Regions from separate parts of the Sus scrofa genome. Here all the other regions are linked to region 1. A link is a contact called in public HiChIP or PLAC-seq data. All regions are on one chromosome and are shown on one strand. Each heading gives the region's core, a stretch centred on a gene start, on an enhancer-like site or on the middle of the called end of the contact. The rest is flanking DNA. Distances are from core to core; before and after follow the strand shown. Region 1 overlaps CUX1 (protein CASP). Region 2 overlaps CUX1 (protein CASP). Region 3 overlaps CUX1 (protein CASP).

The links. HiChIP or PLAC-seq counts read pairs in DNA pulled down with a chosen protein or histone mark.
Region 2: a contact with region 1 is called in an H3K27ac HiChIP or PLAC-seq map of alveolar macrophages. The contact joins two enhancer-like sites. A contact is called at or near these places in 3 of 47 Hi-C or Micro-C datasets (liver and skeletal muscle) and 2 of 2 datasets of contacts at active chromatin or transcription factors (alveolar macrophages and skeletal muscle).
Region 3: a contact with region 1 is called in an H3K27ac HiChIP or PLAC-seq map of alveolar macrophages, with 2.1 times the contacts expected there. The contact joins two enhancer-like sites. A contact is called at or near these places in 1 of 47 Hi-C or Micro-C datasets (fetal heart ventricle) and 2 of 2 datasets of contacts at active chromatin or transcription factors (alveolar macrophages and skeletal muscle).

What each region holds. Positions count from the first base shown.
Region 1 is chr3:9,422,388-9,425,362 of Sscrofa11.1, reverse strand. All of the region lies in intron 2 of CUX1 (protein CASP), which reads right to left. Among named protein-coding and RNA genes, the nearest start is that of CUX1, 110 kb to the right of the region's middle. Within about 2 kb of position 1,377, at least 16 of the 83 cell types and tissues checked have an H3K27ac peak or open chromatin away from gene starts, as enhancers often do. A contact at or near this core is called in alveolar macrophages and liver, where this site is marked.
Region 2 is chr3:9,558,347-9,561,470 of Sscrofa11.1, reverse strand. The region is part of intron 8 of CUX1 (protein CASP); the gene reads right to left. LOC110259890 (a long non-coding RNA gene) reads left to right here. Exons shown (of 2, transcript XR_002342308.1): 2 at 1-3,124. Among named protein-coding and RNA genes, the nearest start is that of SH2B2, 110 kb to the left of the region's middle. Within about 2 kb of position 1,755, at least 16 of the 83 cell types and tissues checked have an H3K27ac peak or open chromatin away from gene starts, as enhancers often do. A contact at or near this core is called in alveolar macrophages and liver, where this site is marked.
Region 3 is chr3:9,610,842-9,613,884 of Sscrofa11.1, reverse strand. The region is part of intron 14 of CUX1 (protein CASP); the gene reads right to left. Among named protein-coding and RNA genes, the nearest start is that of SH2B2, 58 kb to the left of the region's middle. Within about 2 kb of position 1,699, at least 10 of the 83 cell types and tissues checked have an H3K27ac peak or open chromatin away from gene starts, as enhancers often do. A contact at or near this core is called in alveolar macrophages, where this site is marked.

The sequences.
Region 1 (2,975 bases), core at 128-2,627:
TGGAGCTGGGTCCTGCCCAGCAGAGAGTGTGGCGCACTGGGTATACAGACCTCTCGGCCGCACCTGTGGACAGCGTGTGGCCGGAAGGAAGCGATTCCGGAAGTCACTGTCCCTCTAGGCTGCAGCGTTACTGCGCTACAGTGGGGAAAGGGGGGCACCTGCCTCGCAAGGCTCTTTTGCACAAGGAATTAGATAATACAGCAAAGTGCCTCCCTAGAAGCTAGGCATTATGCCTGGCCGGTAACGAGGATGGTGCTAACAAAATAATTACAACTAGGAGTTCCCGTCATGGCACAGGGGTTAACAAATCCGACTAGGAACCATGAGCTTGCGGGTTCGATCCCTGGCCTTGCTCAGTGGGTTAAGGATCCGGCGTTGCTGTGAGCTGTGGTTTAGGTCACAGACGCGGCTCGGATCCCGCGTTGCTGTGGCTCTGGCGTAGGCTGTTGGCTGCAGCTCCGACTGGACCCCTGGCCTGGGAACCTCCATATGCCGCGGGAGCGGCCCTAGAAAAAGCAAAAAGACAAACAAACAAAAAAAAAAAACATTACAACTAGCATTTACTGAGCCCTTACTTAGAGTTACGTTTTGAAACGATGCTGACTTCACTGGTTAAGTTTTCCAGAACCGAGAACCTAACACATCAAGGATGTGCTGAACCTGAAGAGGAGGAAAGGCCCCGAGGAGTCAAGCTCTCATTCCCACATCGCAGAGAAGGGAGGAACGCCTTTTTATTTATTTATTTATTTTTTTTTATTTCCCAGGAGAAGACTCTTACAACTCAAGGCCGTGTGTCCACTTCAATCGTCCGTGTCGTGAGACACAACGGGCACGGTCAAGTTGGGCGGTGTTCTGGCACCAGCCCGGGCCCAGGCCTCGTGTCCAGCTGGCCCAGGCCTTGTCCACATTCGGCACACGACGTCAGCCTAGGACACCTCATTCTTTCACATTTAATAAACCAGCTTAAGACATCGTTACTCACCACCTCGGTGAGTTCATTGTGAAACCCCGAAGGCGGAGAGGGGACCCTCGCATTTCTTACTAAAAGAGAAGCAGCTTCTAACTCTCATCGGCTAAAACGCGAACTGCTGCAAGTATCTACGCCGTTCCCATACCCGCTCTCTTTATGATGTTATAGACAAGAAGGCCGAAAACAGAGACACAAGAAAAGTTTTCTTCTTCTAATAAGCACCTTTCCACAAGAAGCTACCAATTACGAAAACCAGAAATGCACTTAAATGCTTCTGACTGCACCAAGCAGAATGTCAGCCGCTTGTATTTATTGCTTATTTGAAAGGGAGGGAGGGAGAGCAGAGTAAAATTTCCTTTTTCTTCTCTAACGAGATGAGTCACAATTTCCAAACATCAATCAATCAGTGAGTCAGAGGCGGGGAGAAGAGGAAATGACCGGAACCCCCGCCCCCCGACTGTGAACGCCCCCAGAACCACAGCCAGCCAGGGACTCCCAGGTGCCGACTCAACGTCCCCAGGTCCCAGCACGCGGGGACCAGGCGCCTCGGGTGAAACCCGCGAGTCAGGCCCCAAGCCTGGGGTTCTTTGCTCATTCACTGAGCTATTCCATATCATTCTGGGGTGCCCCGTGCGTGCTGGGAATACAGGGGTGAGGGAGGCGTCCCCATGCAGGCGGTATCCCACACACGAAGTGCTCTGCTCAGGGATGCAGACAGGACGGAGGCGCAGAGGAGGAAAACCCTGCGGGTGGGGCCGGGAGGCTCCAAACATGCCTCCAAGACAGGGGACACCCGAGCTGAGTCATGAGGGACCAGAAGTTAGGGAAGAGGCGGGAGGCAGCAAGAGAAGGGACCTGCTCCAGACGGAAGGATTCCTGTGCAAACGCATGGGCTTGGAGAAAGGGTGCTGTGGCCCAGGCCCGACAGGGAGCTCACCTGGACCACAGAACTGCTAGTGAGGGAGAGATCCTGGCCAGAGACCAGCTCTCGAAGGGCCTTCCATCCCTGCTAATGTTGGCTTTGCTCCTGAACCGTGTTTGTGCTTCTGGAGCAGGGCCGGCCGGGGGGGTGGGGGGCTCTCACATGCTAGCTGGTGGGGAGGGCTGGTTAGGATGCAGACTGCAGCCCCTCGCCCTGCCTCGAGTTCCCAGTCCATCAGGTCTGGAGTGGGCCCAGGTGGTGTGATGTTGCTGGTCCTAAGAGCAGGGCTCAGCGCACCCAATCCGGCCTGTTTTACGTTTCTACATAAAATATTACTGGAGCGTGTCCATCACTGAGGTATTAGCTATAGTGACTTTACAGCAGAGCTGAAACCACAAAGCCTAAAGTATTTTACCATCTGGCTCTTATTTTTATTTATTTATTTTTGCTTTTTAGGGCCGCACCCGTGGCACATTGGAAGTTCCCAGGCTACAAGGTCGAATCGGAGTTACAGCTGTCAGCCTACACGGCAGCTCATGGCAATGCTGGGTCCTTGACCCACTGAGCGAGGCCGGGGATCAAACCCGAATCCTCACAGATACTAGCTGGATTCATTTCCACTGCGCCACAGCGGGAACTGCCTATCTGGCTCTTTACATGCAACTTTGCCGACCCCTGCCGGAGGATGTTCCTAGGGGATTCGAAAAAATAACAGCTTTGCGGTCAGTCCATGTTGGATGGTATTAGATTAATCAATGCCCAGCAGGGTTCTTTTCTGCAGGACTTTCCAGAGCCTTTAATACCATATTTTTCTGGGACTGGCGTTCCCAGCAACGCAACGTGAGTCTGTGAGATGCCGCTAGAGGATTTTAACGGACGACGTGTTAAACTGGGGTTTAACCCACAGCCGTGTCTCCTAGGAAAAGCACCCCAAGGGCAGACAGCCTGGAGGGGAACGATCAGGGGACCAGCTGGATGGCTACCATGGCAACTGCACAGGATGTGACAAGAATGTGCACTAGGGCAGGGGTCAGCACGCTTCTTCTGGAAAGGGCCAGACGGTAAATATTTCTGGCTTTGCAG
Region 2 (3,124 bases), core at 506-3,005, 140 kb before region 1:
CAGGCGTGGCTCAGATCCTGTGTTGCTGTGGCTGTGGTGTAGGCCGGCGGCCGTAGCTCCAACTGGACCCCTAGCCTGGGAACCTCCACTGCCATGGGTGCAGCCCTGAAAAGCAAAGCAAAAAAAAAAAGAGAGTCCTTAATGTGAGGCTTTACATGCTAAACCATTTAGAGATGAAAAGAAAGGGTTCTAGATGCCTCAGAATAAAATGGGGCTGGGGACGGGGCCAGGCGGGCCAGGCGGGCCAGGCACGGCCTGGCTGGGCTAAAAAATTTTTAAGAAGTATAGGGTGATAAAAAGCACAGACCACCTCAATCGTTTTGTGACCCTCCGTCACCGCTTGTCAACCCTCAAGGCAGCACGCATGACAACCGCCACGCCACGGCTCGCACAGAAAAGCGGTGACAAGGAGGCCCATGCATGGGAGGAGGCTGCAGGGGGCCCCTGGGCAAGAACACAGATTAGGAGCGGGCAGTCTAGCTCTGTCCGTCGGAGACTCAGTTCTCTGCTAATTTTTGTCATGTCAGTTAACCTCTCAGAATCTGTTTACTCACTCAGCAAAGAGGAGGGAAAAAAAGCGCCCGGAAAGAACGTGATTGAAAAATCATACATAAATATTCTTAGATACAGAAGAAGTGGCTTCTGGAGAGGACACCTGAGCCCCACCCTTCATCCCACCACCAAAGCGGCTCTCGGGAGTGTCTCTGCATGGGCCCTGGAGGGAACAGAGGCCGCCTCCCTCTGTTCACTGGGTGCCTGTCCCCCGGGAACTGGCGGAGGTTTCGGGATCTTGGGCAGAGGACACACACGGCCAGCAGGGCTGTGGACCCAGGCTGCTGCATCCGTACTTTCCGATCGCTGAGAAACGTCTTGGGAGGGCTGCCGTGTATAAACATTTGTCAGGCTCCCCTTCACGTCCTTAGGGTGAAACGTGTCAGGAGGCCTTTCCGGCGGCTGGAGCGCTGCTTGTCCACGTACAGCTTTCACTCTTTCAGAACCGCCTCTCAGATGGTTCCTTCTCCCTGTTGACTTAACCTGGAAACGCCCTGCCTACAGCCGGCAGGTGCGTCCGCTTCCGGGCCTGCACCTGCTGTCCTCACCGCTCCCGCAGGCACCAGCGGGAACCGCAGGCGGCGGGAGAAGGCCGCCCTGCTCGGATTCCCGGGCGGGCGAGGAGGGGGGCCCTGAGGCCAGGGGGAGTCGGGGCCACAGGGAGCATCCGACTAGGGTAAGTAAGAATCCTGCTCTGATTCCCGAACGTGAGGAATTCTAATTACCCGCTTCCTGCCCTGAGTACTACTTGGTAGGAACTGTTTAGAAAAGGTTTGGTGGCAGAGAAGCTAGAAACGAAGGATAAAAAAAGCCCTCCAGTTGCGTTCCAGTTATTACTCGCAGCTCCCTTCCCCTCCCTCCGCCAGGCCCAAGGCCCAGACAACTTCCTGGGCCCAAGAAGAGGCTCGGGGCTGTTCTCCTCTGATCACACCCACACCCTGGGGCCTCCCTGGCTACACAGCTCCTGCTGGTCCTACAAGCTGCTGCCAGAACTCCCCCCCACCGCCCCTGCACCTGGTCCTTCCGCAGTCACTGCAATGCTTGGCTCACCTGTGGCTTCAGGGGCCCTCCCAGCATCTGTCCACAGCCCCCACCTTGCAACTGCCCTGCACTTCAGGCAGCTGGGGCTTGTTTCCTTTACCCGCAGGGCTGGGAAGTGAAACTAGAGACCCAGGCTGCCAAAGGCGGCAGCGCATTCCGAGGAAAGCCAGCATCCTTCCTCTTCCTCTCACTGGCACCGAGAGTCTGCATTTCGGCAGCCTAAGTGCCTTTTTTAGGGCAACGTGCAAATGAATAATTCAGTGGTTCCTCCTCTACTGGTGAAGTGTTAGACAAACAATTCAGACGGGGCCAGACTTGCTGGCCCCACGAAGACGGTCCCTTCCCTTCGTCCTGACATCATCGGATTTGGCCATGAATCTTTAAGAACACCCTCCATCCTGTCTGATCACTAAAATACCACAAAGGAAGTTCACAATACTTAGAGGTAGGGAAAAAATAGAAAGGTTAATTGCCACAGAAAGTTTTCCCTCGTTGCCAAGCAAACAGTCCATCGGGGCGTCACCGTTAATAAGGAACTCTGAAAATCCTAGGCAGGGAATGCCGCCGTCACATCAGGTTACTGAGCCGCTCACTGAGCTTTTAAATCCCAATCCAAGCCTTACGAAAGTACCTTCCCCACGAGGCTCTGCTCGAACTCCCAGGTTTCACTCTAAGAGGCTCATTGATTCTGTGTCTTGTAGTAAAACCGCCTGGAATACTTTGGGGAGGGAGGTGTGATGCAAATTTGAAGTTAAACAAACCGCCTTCCTGGTTTCATTAGAGACTTCATTTTGGAAGGGATTCTTAGTGGACCAGCCAAACCTTCTTCATACGTTCATGGTTGGTTGGGAAACTTCAGCTGATGGAACCCCGGGGGCCCTCTGTCAGGAAGACACATTCGGCAAATAACTGCCTTACAGCTCGGCTACGCTTGTGACCCCTGATGGACAGCGTGGCTGTGATTCTGGACGGGAAATTGGATCCAGTCACTTTCCTAATGACGGGGTAAGGGGTTTAACCCTTACGGGAGGGCCCGGGAGATGCAGGCAGTAAATTTCTGAGTTTAGGAAAAATTAAACAATTTGACGATAAGGACAGATTTGTCTTTGTTTGTACCTTGGGATCTATCCAGTAAGCCTCGAGTGTGTGAAAAATATTTACCGTATGTATGCCAGGGAATAAAGGTTTCTTCTCACTCACTGATAATCTTGCTAAATGGCAGCTGCTTTGTGAAGGAAGGCAGAGGTGGTCCTTGGAAAACCCAAATAACGTTAAGGGGTTCACCAGGAGGAACGTACAGGTTAGCGTATTTCAGAAAGGATGGGTTTCGCGGCAGAGGTGGATGTCGGGAGGCATAACTGTGTCACATGTCGCTGCTGTGCTTGACATGCAACAGAACAGCGGCAGAGCAGGGTGAGAGAATCGAAAATAAGCACATGGCTCTTCAAAGTTTCAGGAGGGCTCCATGGTTTTGCACCTGACACTGAATTTCAGAAGTAAGACGGGACCTGGAGCAGGGCTGGCCTGGAAG
Region 3 (3,043 bases), core at 450-2,949, 190 kb before region 1:
CTGTAATCCACTTTGCCTCTAGTATTTCAAAAGAATAAAAGGCTTTTAAAAAAATAAATTAGGGACTTTTGCTTTATAAAAAAAAAAAAATGGAGTTTCCACTGTGGCTCAGCAAGTTAAGAACCCAATGCGTATCCATGAAGAGGAGGGTTCGGTCCCTGGCCTCGCTCAGTGAGTTAAGGATCCGGCACTGTCATGAGCTATGGTGTAGGTCCCAGATGTGGCTCAGACCTGGTGTTGCTGTGGCTGCGGCACAGGTTGGCAGCTACATCTCTGATTGGACCCCTTGCCTGGGAACCTCCATATGCCGCGGGTGCGGCCTATCAAATAAAAAATAGTAGTAATAAAAAAAAAAAGACCTCTGAACTAGGGGCTTCTAATATTTTCACTATTTCCCAAAGCTTCCACACACATACCATGTCCTCACCCATCAATGAACCTCTGCCCACACAGAGCTTTCCCCCGGGAATGTCCTTCTCCCCGACCCCTTTGCCCTTCAAGGCCCAGCTTCCCCCTTGGGGCGCCCTCAGCACTACGCCCCACCCCACCCCCCGCCATGGGCCTGAGCACATACGTACCACGTGACAGACGACAGTAAGGTGGGTTGTGCCTGATCCCAGAAACCTGTCTTTTCTGATCTTAGAACAGAGGATTCCTTTATCTGGATGAAAGTAAAATGCCCTCATGCAGGGTCCACTCAAGAAAGAGAAATGAATGGGCACTTGGTTCCTCTTGCGGCCAACTTCATAGTCAGTGAGTGGGTGCAGGAAGCTCAGCCCCAGGAAAAAAGAGCAGTGGCCCCTGCTTAGGGAGGACACATCCAGAATTCTCTTTTGTTTCTGCTGTTGTCTATGGCCATGTATAAATCAGTTATGTATATATGAATCTTTTCAGCTATTCAAAATAAATGAGGGTAAGAATATATATATATATTTTTTTATGGCTCCACCAGGGGGGATCAAACCTGTGCCACAGCAGCAGCCCAAGACACAGCAGTGACAAGGTCGGATCTTCAACCTGCTAGGCCACCAGGGTACTCCCAAGGATAATTCTTTTTAGAGAGCATCAACAGTTACTTTCCTGATTTATTTCCATGAAAGAGAAGCGGGGGAAAAAGAAAAAAGAAGAAAGAAAGAAAAACAAAACAAAGCAGATCAGACCGAGTCTAGGGCAATGAATGAAGCGTCTTGCCTGCTTGAGACGGCGCCATGGAATCTTCTGGGGGTACAGCTAAGCCCTTTCCTTTTCCTCTTAATGTGTTATCCCACTGCCCCTCCCTGACTTAGTCATTAGAATTGAGGAACTGACTGCTTATTCAAGGAAGCTGCATCAGGGTCCTATTGCTGAGTTCAAAGCGCTGAAACGGTAAACACGTCCTCCGGGTCGGTCCGTGGGTACCAAGCGGAGCCATTACGCAGGTCAAGAAGGAAAGCTGGCCTGTCCCTACTGGGGGCGGGGAGGGGGCTGCGTACGGCCACATACAGCCTGTTACCCTGTGGTCCCCGTGTCAGGGAGGGTCACACGGGACCACCCACGTTAGAGATGGACTAACAGCTGCCGCCTTCTCGAGAGGCAACTGGTGCTCTGCTGTGTGAGAACAGCGACGTGGAGCCATGGAATTCTCCATGGGCGGAGACTTGGAAGCCACAGTTCCTGCCTGACACGCTGGGAAAAAGCTGGGTACTTTATAATTAATCCGAAGAGGCCAGGCCAGCCTCTCCCTTAGTACAGCTGGCAGGGAAGCTTGTTAGCTACTGCAACGAAACACTCCCCCAGCACAAAGTCACAAGGCTGAGTCGGTGGGTGTGGGTGGCGGGTGACTCCTCTCTGCGTTCTCCCTAATGCAATGACTAAGTCGCATCCAGGAAAATTTGTTCCTTCCTCTTTCCTTCTCCCCCTTTGAGAGTCGTCTCCTGTCTCCTTTCCCTTGGGGCAAATAGATTAATCACACCAAGGAGCCATGAATAAGAAATGAGCTTTAAGGAATGAAAAGGAAAAAAAAAAATCCAATCTCAGATCATATCTATGTACCTACCTACCCACAGACACACACCCCTTCATTCCATCTCATGGTTTTCTTCCTTTTAAAAAACCCTGTCGGAATTCCCTGGTGGCTTTGCGGGTAGAGGATCCAGCTATGGCTTGAGTTCAATTCCTGCCCTGGAAGACTCCACGTACCACAGGTGCGGCCAAAAAACCAAAACCAAAACCAAAAACCAACCAACCAACCAAACGACAACAAAATCCCACAACAGCCCTGCTAACCGATAAGCAAACACTGGGGGCCACACTCGAAGAAAACCAGGCTGATGGGGCCCCTCCCTTCTTCTGAGAGCGCGCCCCCTGCGCCTGGCGTGTTGCTACAGTCAGCAGTGTGGGGCCACTAATGGATAAGAGCTGGGATGGGAGACAGACGAAAGGGAGACCCCGAAAACCGAGCCCAAAGCACCCCTGCGCCTCCGCCTTCAGACAGGCCTGCTGCATTAGGGCAAAGGCAGCCCGAGACGCCAGCTCAGAACTGCTGGTGGGAAACCGGACTACAGGGAACAGAGGAGCAGGTAACTGCTCTGAAGTCCTGTCCTTTGCAAACCGTTTTTGCTTTTTCTTTTTCTCTCTCTTCTCTTTCTTTCTTTCTCTTTCTTTCTCTCTCTCTCTCTCTTTCTTTTTTTAAAATCACTCCCCCTCTGTTCTCCTTACTCTTCATCGAGGCATCAATAGCTTCCAAAATCAGCATGGGTCACTTGCTGAAAACAGCACGGATGTCCCCCCATGTCCAAGCCCATTCACCCCAATGCTGGGATCATCAAAGGAGCATTTAGAAACGGTGACATCCTCCGGGAGGAAAAAAAACGAAGACGCACTAGACCCTGCAGCCTCTCTCTCTCCTTTACCGTAAAACCCATGGGCAAGTCTGAGATACCGATCTTAGGGAAAACGGAGATGGCGAGGGCAGCAGAGCTGGGCAGAGAGAGGCCGACAGGAATCCTCAGTGAGGAAAACATTCCCGTGTCAGCAGTTTGCTGTTTAGATGAGCGAGGCCCTC